Regions from separate parts of the Mus musculus genome. Here region 1 is linked to region 2. The links are chromatin contacts, called in public promoter capture Hi-C maps. All regions are on one chromosome and are shown on one strand. Each heading gives the region's core, a stretch centred on a gene start, on an enhancer-like site or on the middle of the called end of the contact. The rest is flanking DNA. Distances are from core to core; before and after follow the strand shown. Region 1 holds the start of Fam171a2 (family with sequence similarity 171, member A2). Region 2 holds the start of Cd300lg (CD300 molecule like family member G).

The links. Promoter capture Hi-C pulls out the DNA fragments that hold promoters and counts their contacts.
Region 1: a promoter capture Hi-C map of pre-B cells shows a contact between it and region 2, with 2.2 times the contacts expected there. The contact joins the promoter of Fam171a2 here to the promoter of Cd300lg in region 2. A contact is called at or near these places in 11 of 39 promoter capture datasets (the 3T3-L1 cell line, 3T3-L1-derived adipocytes, the C10 cell line and 6 more), 2 of 484 Hi-C or Micro-C datasets (both in the G1E-ER4 cell line), 2 of 115 datasets of contacts at active chromatin or transcription factors (embryonic hindbrain and stem cell-derived neural progenitor cells) and 3 of 9 other capture datasets (adipose tissue, embryonic stem cells and liver).

The regions. Positions count from the first base shown.
Region 1 is chr11:102,446,099-102,450,681 of GRCm38.p6, forward strand. It overlaps Fam171a2 (family with sequence similarity 171, member A2), which reads right to left and starts at 1,565. Exons shown (of 8, transcript NM_199200.2): 1 at 1,300-1,565. The coding sequence starts at 1,417.
Region 2 is chr11:102,038,290-102,042,999 of GRCm38.p6, forward strand. It overlaps Cd300lg (CD300 molecule like family member G), which reads left to right and starts at 3,222. Exons shown (of 7, transcript NM_027987.3): 1 at 3,222-3,344; 2 at 4,683-4,710. The coding sequence starts at 3,302.

The DNA of each region.
Region 1 (4,583 bases), core at 315-2,814, 410 kb after region 2:
TCTCTGGGAGATTAGGGGAGACTGAGGCACAGGAAGATCCCTCCCCACCCTCAAAGCTTGGCATTCCATACAGTATCTGCATCTCTCCACTTGGCTAGCCCTGCCTTGTTCCAGGAGGAAATCCGACCTCCTTCCTTCATCCGGACCCTACTTCCCTCAACCAGACCCCCGCCTTCCGCCTTTCCTGCTAGCTTCTGGTGTGTGTGTGTGTGGGGGGGGGGTGGCATAAGGAGCAAAGAACACTGTTTCAGGATGGAACCGCAGGCAGGGAAGGAAGAGCAATTGTGGGGTGGTGGCGCAGGAACCAGAAAGGTGGGAGAGGGAAGCAGGGATGAGGAGAAGAGAGGCCCAGAGCACCCACGAGTGAGCTGTGGAGTCAGGGTGTCCAGCTCCCAATGCAGGGGCCAGCTCTACCTTCACCTCACACACCCATGTGGGCCAGGTTAGGCGTTAGGAGGGTCAGGGTCTCCTTTGGGGGCGGGGGAATGAGTGAAATGAAGAAGGGAAGCTGGTAGAAGAGAGTAGTAGCAAGAGACAGGCTGGACAAGGACCCAGACACCTGCCCTCTCAGCTGGTACTGCCCACAGCTAGCCAGCCAGCTCAGCATGGCTCCGTGACCACAGCCCTGCCATGCGCCTTGAGCCGGGAATCACAATAACGCCTGTACTCGCCCCCCCCCTTCCAAATGCATCCCCTCCCTCTAGCATGAGCTGATCAGTGTTTATTCGGTGAGCCCCAAATTCTAAACCTGGGGGGGGATTGGCTAGAAGCTGTCAGGCTCCTGGGTGAAAACCCCATTCGAGCAGTCAATCCCGCCTACAGCCTCACCCACTCCCCCTCTCCCCTCCCCCCTCGCAGCCCAGCTCTAAGCTCCCAGCCCCAGTCCGGCCAGGGTGGCAGCCGATGTCTGCGCCCCCACCCAGCCTGGGTCGCAGCTAGGGACCCGCGGGGGGCTGCGGAGCCGGCGCCCGCCCCAGCCCGCCCCTGGGCGGGTGTCTTCCGCAGACAATAGCTCTGGCTGCAGTGCCTCGCGGACCAGGAGGGAGAAAAACAAGTCGGAGGAGGCGGCAGCGCCGAGCCTGGAGACCCTCGCCCTCTCCATTGTGTCTCCCCAAGACCCCCGCAGCAAACAGTCCCCCAATCTCTCCCCCAGAAGCACCGATCTCAGGTCGCCTTCCCCCCGCCATCCTGGGAGCAGAATGCATCCCAAGTCACTAGCACCGTGAAGAGGGGGCCAGCGGTGGCAGCCGATCACAGGGTACAGGCCCACGATCGCCGCCCCTCGAGGCCGATACTCACCCTGCGGGCTGGGGGGCTCCGGCGGAGACTTGCCGGGAGCCCGGGAGGCGCCGCCGAGCAGCAGCCCCAGCAGCGGCAGCAGCCGCGCGAGGACGCCGGGGCCACTCGGCGGCGGCATCGCGGGGCTCGGCCGGGCCCTAGCGGTCCATCGTTGCCGCCCGGCCCTGATCGGCCGGCCCCGCTCAGCCCCAGTTCTGCACCGCTCTGTGCAGCTCCGGGTTGGGCTCCCGCTCCGGCTGCGGCGCCCGCTCGGCGCGATTGTCTCTGCCCGGAGCGGCCGCCAGCGCCCCCTGCAGTCGACACCCGGCACGGCGGGCCAGCGGGCACCGCCCCCTCGAGGCCCGGCTCTGCCTGCAGCCCACCCGGCAGCCCCCACCCGGTAACCCAAGATTCCAGACAGCAATGGAGTGCAGCGATTAGGGGGCAATTACCCGGGTTGGGGTTGGAGAGCTCTTGAGATGTGGTGTAAAATTGAGGGGTAGGAGAATGGCTATTGCCTACTCCTAAGGGCTGTAGTTGGAAAGAGTGAGAATTTTCTTCTCCCACACCGAGAGCTCCGTAGTGTTGAGGAGGCTGCGGTCTCCATCCAACATTGGGAAGCTGACCTGTGGTCATGTCAGCCTCCTCCCCCGCCCCCCATGACTTCCATTCAGAAACAGGCAAGACAAGTTCCTTACAGCCTTCTTAGCCTCTCTTGCTTTAAAGAGGATGGTCTGAAGTTCAGAATGACCTCGAACTCATGGCCCTTTTCCTGCCTCCGCTTCCAGAGTGTTGGGATTTCAAATGCAAGCCGCTATATTCAGCCTCACTTATCCTTTAAAGTGACAATCATAATAATCTCTACCTAGTAACGTGGTTGAGATACCAAGGTGTGTGTGAGGGGTGGTTCGGGGTGATGGTGGAGGAATGCCAGGCACCTTTTATCCCAACAGGAAGAGCTCTGTGAGTTCAAGGCCACTTTGCTCTACATAGCCAGTTCCTGGTCCTCTGACACAAGTCTGACAGGTGCACCGGTGCAGTAAGTGGTGCTATTGTTGGCCGGGGAGGGGCTTGCCTCCCTTGGAGTAATAAGACCTCCTTCTGGAGGAGACATCTGGCTAGAGAGGTTTTGTAGAAGTGGAAGCAGACGCCTCCCCCCACAAAAGAATCCCATTGGTTCCGGCATCCTGATTGACAAACTGGATCTTCCTTCGCTGAACCCCATGTTTGAAGACAAGCTCCCAAACAACCTTTCTCTCCTTATCGTTTCTGGCTGTCACTATCCCTTAGCTTCTGTTTTGCGTCGTTCTCTCTGCCCAGTCACCTCTTCAGCACAGCCTGCTACCCAGGAGACCTATGACAAGGATGGCTTCCCCTAGGGGACGCAGCAGGCTTCCCTCTGACTAAGTCTCTCTACTTAAGGGGGCAAAGTCACCAGGTCTTTCCCTTCATCCCTTCCTTTCCTCTTTCCCTCTTTTCCTTCTTTCTTTCTCCTCCCCTCATTTCCATCTGTTTCCTCTTCCTCCTCCTTCTTCTCACCGCCCCCGCCCCCCACCTCAGACCCTGGAGTAGCCAGCCAAGGGTAGAGGGGATTGCACGCAGCATCTCTTCCTTTTTAATAGAGATTTCCGTGTAACCATATTTCCCAGTTCTGTGCTTATGTAACTTTTTTTTTTTTTTTTTTTTTTTTTTTGGAACCTAAGTGCAGGCTTTAGCGCTCTTCCTTGGTGAATTTCATCGTGTTGGTCTCAAGCCGACTTCACAATCTGTCAGAGCTCCCTGGAATCTGCCTTGCTTGCCCACTGTATTATCCCTGTGCCTGCCACAGCCAGGAGTTATCTGTGGGGCAGAGAGGCTACTGCTGCCTTCGTTCAAGGATCTCCTGATGTCTCTAGGCAGCCCAGAGTTGACATGGAGCTGAGACACCCCAGAGAGACCCCCCCACCGCACCCCAGTTTTATCAGGATCATTCAGATCTAAAATCCCAGCCACTACAATCCCGCTCACATTTCTCTCGTCCGTGAGGCCCAAGGCTAAAATGCTTTGCTGGGATCAAGATAGGTGGTCTGGGCCATTCAGTTGCAATGACTGACTGACTCCAGAGGAAATTTGGCTGGTATTCAAGGATCACGGCTTAATCTTTACTTAGATATTCAGTCACCCAGCTAGAAACCTGTTCTGGAACTTGCCATGCATGGATGTCAAATCATTGTTATCAGGATTTACCATTTTACCCCTCTGGGTACAATCAAGTATGGGCTCTGGTGAGGTGAATATATGCACCTCTTCTGTCCCTGGACACGTAGCATTGAATTCAGTGTTCAAGGCGTGTCTGCTCAGCCACCACCCCTGCCTCCCTAACAAACAAGTACCCCAGGGCCCTCCCCACCCGGCTCCAGCCTCAGCAACTCCCTCTTTGCCAGAACTTGCCCCCTTGTTACTGGCAGAAATTTTTTTTTTCTGAACACTTTGCTCCATGCAGGGAACGGCTCTTTCATTGCCTCAGATCAACCGTCAGAGCCCTGTCCTTGACTACCTGGCTTCCCTTTGAAGACTTCGGGAAGTGGCGCCTCCACCAGCACCCACTGATATCTCCTCACCACTCCCCTCCTTCCATGCCTCCTTCCGCCTCACCTCACCTCTCCTCTTCTTCTTCTCCTTCTTTTTTTCCTAAGATTTATTTATTTATTTTATGTATTATGAGTACAATTATAGCTGTCTTCAGAAGAGGGTGTCAGCTCTCTGACAGATTTTTGTGTCATTACAGATGGTTGTGAGCCACCATGTGGCTGCTGGGAATTGAACTTGGGACCTCTGGAAGAGCAGTCAGTGCTCTTAACCATTGAGCCATCTCTCCAGCCTCCCTCCTCTCCTCTCTTCTCTCCTGTCCTCCCCTACCCCCTTTCCTCCCCTCCCCTTTCCTCTCCACATCCCCCTTCTCCTCTCCACATCACCCTCCTCTGTCTTTCTCCCCACCCTCAGTACTGAAGATTGAACTCAGGGTCTTGGACATAGTAAACGACTGCTCCCCTACTGAAAGTTGTCTCAGCTTTCTTTTTCCTTACTTTCTAAAAATGTGATAGAAATAGGACCGTTATTAAGGAGGAATGGGAGTAGGGTGGTATGCTGAGGAAAGGCATTGTCTCAGGGTTTCTATTGACTTGACGAAAAACACCAGGACCAAAAAGCAAGTTGGGGAGGAAAGGGTTTATTTGGCTTACACTTCCAGATCATAGCTCATCAGTGGAGGAAGTCAGGACAGGAACTCAAGCAGGACTGGAATCTGGAGGCAGGAGCTGATGCAG
Region 2 (4,710 bases), core at 1,972-4,471:
CTTCAGGACTGCTCAGGCCCTACTCCAACATGGTGCACAGACACTCCAGCAAAACACCCATATACAGGCAATTGAAGAATAAAAAGTGAGGACTGGTGAGATGGCTCAGTCATTAAGAGCACTGGCTGCTTTTCCAGAGGTCCTGAGTTCAAGTCCCGGCAACAATAGTGTGGTTTACAACCATCTGTATTAGGGATCCGATGACCTTACACTGCATAGTTGAGCTGCATTTGTGGATACCAAAAGCCTTCTGGTGGTGTGCTGCAGTTTCTTGCCACTTCCTCAGACTCGGGCTGACTGGCAGAGTGATGTCAGCTGAGACAAACATGCATTTGCGTGTTTCTTCTGGTCCCTCCTGCTGACTTATGCCGAGGCTGACGAGGCTGACGCCTGGCTGTCTCTGCTAGGTAGTGTCGCTGCTGCTGATTCATGTTTGCTAAACCGACTCTACCAAACTGGACTGCTGGTGTATCTGTGAAGTGTTTGCAAGTGGATTGAGCTGCCACTGCTAACCTGTGAACTGAACTGCTGATTTCCAGACAAAACAGACAGGGGTTGCTCCAAAGAACCTTTCTAAACAGTTCCACTCCCCTGCCCCCCACCCGTATCCTTTCTTTCCCACTACCTCTGGTGAGTGATGGGCTACAAGGGAGGTTAAAGCATTTAAGAACCATCATTAAAAATAGGTGTTTTGGGACTGGTGAGATGGCTCATCAGGTAAGAGCCCTGACTGCTCAATGCTCTTAATCCATGAGCCATACCTCTAACCTCTAACCTCTAACCTCTAACCTCTAACCTCTAAACTCTAAACTCTAAACTCTAAAAGATCTGGTTTTTACCAGGTCCTCCAGGTCAGCTCCTGGGCAAGGTGTGGGGCAGGGGGCGAAGAGGTAATGATGTTTAAATACACAGGTGAAGAGTATGGAGGGGGGGGCAAGCTTCAAACCCAGTGCTCCATCTGTATAAGGAAGCATTTGGTAACAACTTCCATATTCCCCTGAAACGACAATCATGAATACTGTGCCTGTTCTATGCTTAATGTTTTAAATATTATAATATCCCAGCTACGCTGGGGGGAGAAATAAAAAGAAAACAATTTATTACTAAAAAGCACATATTTCAAAAATGTCAGGGGCCAGCTCCTACAGCCCTAAAAATATAATGGAGTGTCAAGCGCTTGCCCTGCTTATGATGAATAAGCTAGACACAAAGAACAAGGAACATCTAGAAATAAAGACGTGCAGAAATATACCATGCAAAGCTAGAGTAGATTGTGTGTGTGTGTGTGTGTGTGTGTGTATGTTTCAAACTGCAAAAACCACTTCTCTTGGGTGATCTGTACACAGGAAAGGGAGTCATGTTCCGGACTGAGGTCAGTAGGGTTTCATGATGACATATTCCAGGTCAGTAAACAGCAGGAATGCCTGCCAAGCACTGTGTAATCAAGACATGTGCCCTGTTGCTGGAGAGATGGCTCTGTTCGTAAAGACACTCGCAGCCAAACAATACGACCTGTGGTATATGCCCGGAGCCCACAGGGCGGAAAGAAAGAACTGAGTCCTGCACGTTGTCCTACGTTGTTCATAGCATGCTATGACATTCACGTGCTCATACACACTTAAAACATGAGAATAAATAAATGTAATACTTACGCCCTCTATTACCAGAGCCACAAGAACAAACTCCCCTCTCACAACAACTGGGCTTTAACAACTCCTACCCCACCCCCAGGGGTCGAAAAGAAACATACCAAAATACTAAGAGTGATTTTATAAGGCAGAAGGTGAGTTACTTGTAATACTCCAATCCTTGCCTTCCCTCCGTTCTTACTTATCTGTATAATATAAATATTTGCTTAGATGTCATACTGACTTTGAAAGCCTGAAAGACAGCTATTTTGGAAAATGGCTCAGAGCTCCCTCTAGCGTGCGTTTGTTCTGTTCCCTTGAAGCAATAAGCAAGTCTGCAAAGGGGAAACAAGCCACTGATTAACTTTTGCAAGTGTCCAGCAAGACAAAGCGCTCGGTTCAGGGGACCCGCCTTTCAAAGCAGCTGACCCAAAGCTCCCGCAGAGCTCAGCTCAGCCCTGCTGAAGCCGCCGCCCTGTGGCCAATGACGGTACTGCATCCCAGACAATGGGATGCTGATCAGAAGGGCTATATAATTGGTCTTTAAATTTTTTACCCTTCACACTTCAGCAGTGTGAAGAGAAGAAGCTTACAGATCTCCCACACCCCAAAATAATGGCTCATATGCATATGAAACAAGTTCACGTGTTTAAAATAAAGAAGGGCCGACAAGATGGCCTTTACAAGCCTGATATTCTCAGCTGGATTCCTGGACTCTATGAAAATGTTGAAGGTGGACTCTATAAAGTTGCTTTCTGAAAATATAATTTTAAATTTTTAATAAACTAAAAATAGAGTGTTGGAGAGGTGGCTCAGCGGTTAAGAACACAGGTTGTTTTTCCAGGACCCTGGTTCTATTCCCAGCACTCGCATGGTGGCTCATAGCCATCTGTAACTTCAGCCTCAGGAGATCCAGTGCCCTCTTCTGGCCTCTGTGAGAACTGCGTACACAGGGTGCACAGACACGCAGGCAAACCATCCATGCACATGAAAAATAAATACAATGAAAATAATAAGCTTAAATTAAGATGCTAAAAATAGGGATATAGTTTAAAATATATTATCAGTGATTTACTAATTAACAAATAAGCTTCCATATTTAGTACTTTAATACTCAGATCCAGGGGCAGGTCAAAAAACTAATAATTTCCCAAATAGTGAAGTATTTGGGGATATCAGCAATGACTGGTTGTTCCAGGGTTTGTGATTCTTATAGTAGCAGTGTCAAGTTATGCACACCTCTGAGAATTATTTATTTATTTATTTATTTATTTTGAGACAGGGTTTCTCCGTATAGCCTGGAACTCACTCTGAAGACCAGGCTGGCCTCGAACTCAGAAATCCACCTGCCTCTGCCTCCTAAGCTCTGGGATTAAAGGCATGTGCAAAAGGAAAAACAATATATCAGAGGTTCCCAAAGGCCATGATGAATTACACAGGCAAATCACAGATTAAGGCTAAGTAGGGGCTGGAGATTGGGTGGGTCTGCAACCTGTGGTAACTGGCACTGGGTAGAAGGGGGAAAAGAGTAAAGGAAAAAGCAGAAGGCCCTCCAAGGCGGAGCTGAGCTCGATGGCCCGCCCCCCACCCCTCCCTTCCTGGCTCCAGCCCGGCAGAAGCTAAAGCTCAGAAGAGCTCCCAATTGCAGGCAACTGCAGTGTCCAGCACCCACCATGAGGCCTCTGGTCCTGCTATGGGGCTGCCTGGTGCTCCCAGGTGAGAGGGGTCAGAGGTGGCTGGGATGGAGGGGCTTACAGATGCAGGCCTGAGCACGCTCTTGTGGTCTGTGGTTATGCCTTCCCTCCACACCATGAGGAGGTGGGGTGGGGTGGGGTGGAATACATCCCTATTTCACAACCCATCTGCAGCCCAGCAGCCCTGAGCTCAGCACTTGCTGCTCTTGCACCTTGAGCCCAGGGTCTTTCTCCCTTGGGTTCCCTGGCTCTGCAGAACCTCTCTGACCACAGGGCAGCAAGCATACATCCACTTACCCTGTTAGCTCAGCTAACTTGGTTGAATACCTACTAAGTTTGCTTTTTCTTTCTTTGCTTTCATTTTTTTCTTGCTTTACTTTTTAATTTTATTATTGTTAGTATGTGTGTGTCTGTGTATGTGTGTGTGTGAGAAAGAGAGTATGTGTGGTATATGCATGTATATAATATATATGTATACACACATACATACATACGCATATACACATATACATACACACACATATACATACATATACATATTTATAAAATGTGCGTTCATTGCAAGAGGGCAAAGGGCTGGACAGTAAGTAACCACACTGTCACCCACAGGGAGCAAAGCTTTCTTTACTTTTGTAATTTTTTTATCCTTTCTTTCTCCTTGGCAATGCTTGGGGGAGGGGTGGAACCCAGGCCCCGGAGCATGCTAAATGAGTGCTTTGCCACTAAGCTATATCCCTAGCCTTCTCTCCATTTTATGCTTCAGACAGACTGGCCTTGAACTTGCTCTGATTCCAAGTAACTGAATCAAGAGCACCCCCCCCCCAGGCTGGGTTCATCAGGACACATCTTATAACTAACATCGCATCTTGTAACTGACAGACATCACATCTTGTAACTGACATCAGTTGCTCAGTTGGCCATGTTTGCTTGGTTTTCCCTTAAAAATATATAACATTAACTCACACTGTTTTTAAGGGTTTTGTTACATGTGTTTATCATGTGTGTGTGTGTGCATATATGAGCACACATTAGTCCATGAATGCTGTAGTACATGTGAGGAAGGTCCGTGTACAACGTTTGGGAATCTATTCTCTCCTTCCTGAGGATCGAACTCAGGTTGTCAGGCTTAGCCGCAAGCTCCTCTACCCCTCGAGCCATCTGGCCAGCCTGACTTGTGTCTCTCAAATAACATGTTTGTTCTAAGGTTCCCCAGAGGAAGGGAGAACCCTGGGGGTCTATGGTTTGCCCAAGATGTTCTAACAAGAACGCCTCCCTTCATCCCCATGAAATGGGAACTTCTGCTCTCGGCCTGGTACTTGGATCCGTGGAAATCCCATCTCCTTTCACGCTGCATTTTCAGGTTATGAAGCCCTGAAGGGTCCAAAGGA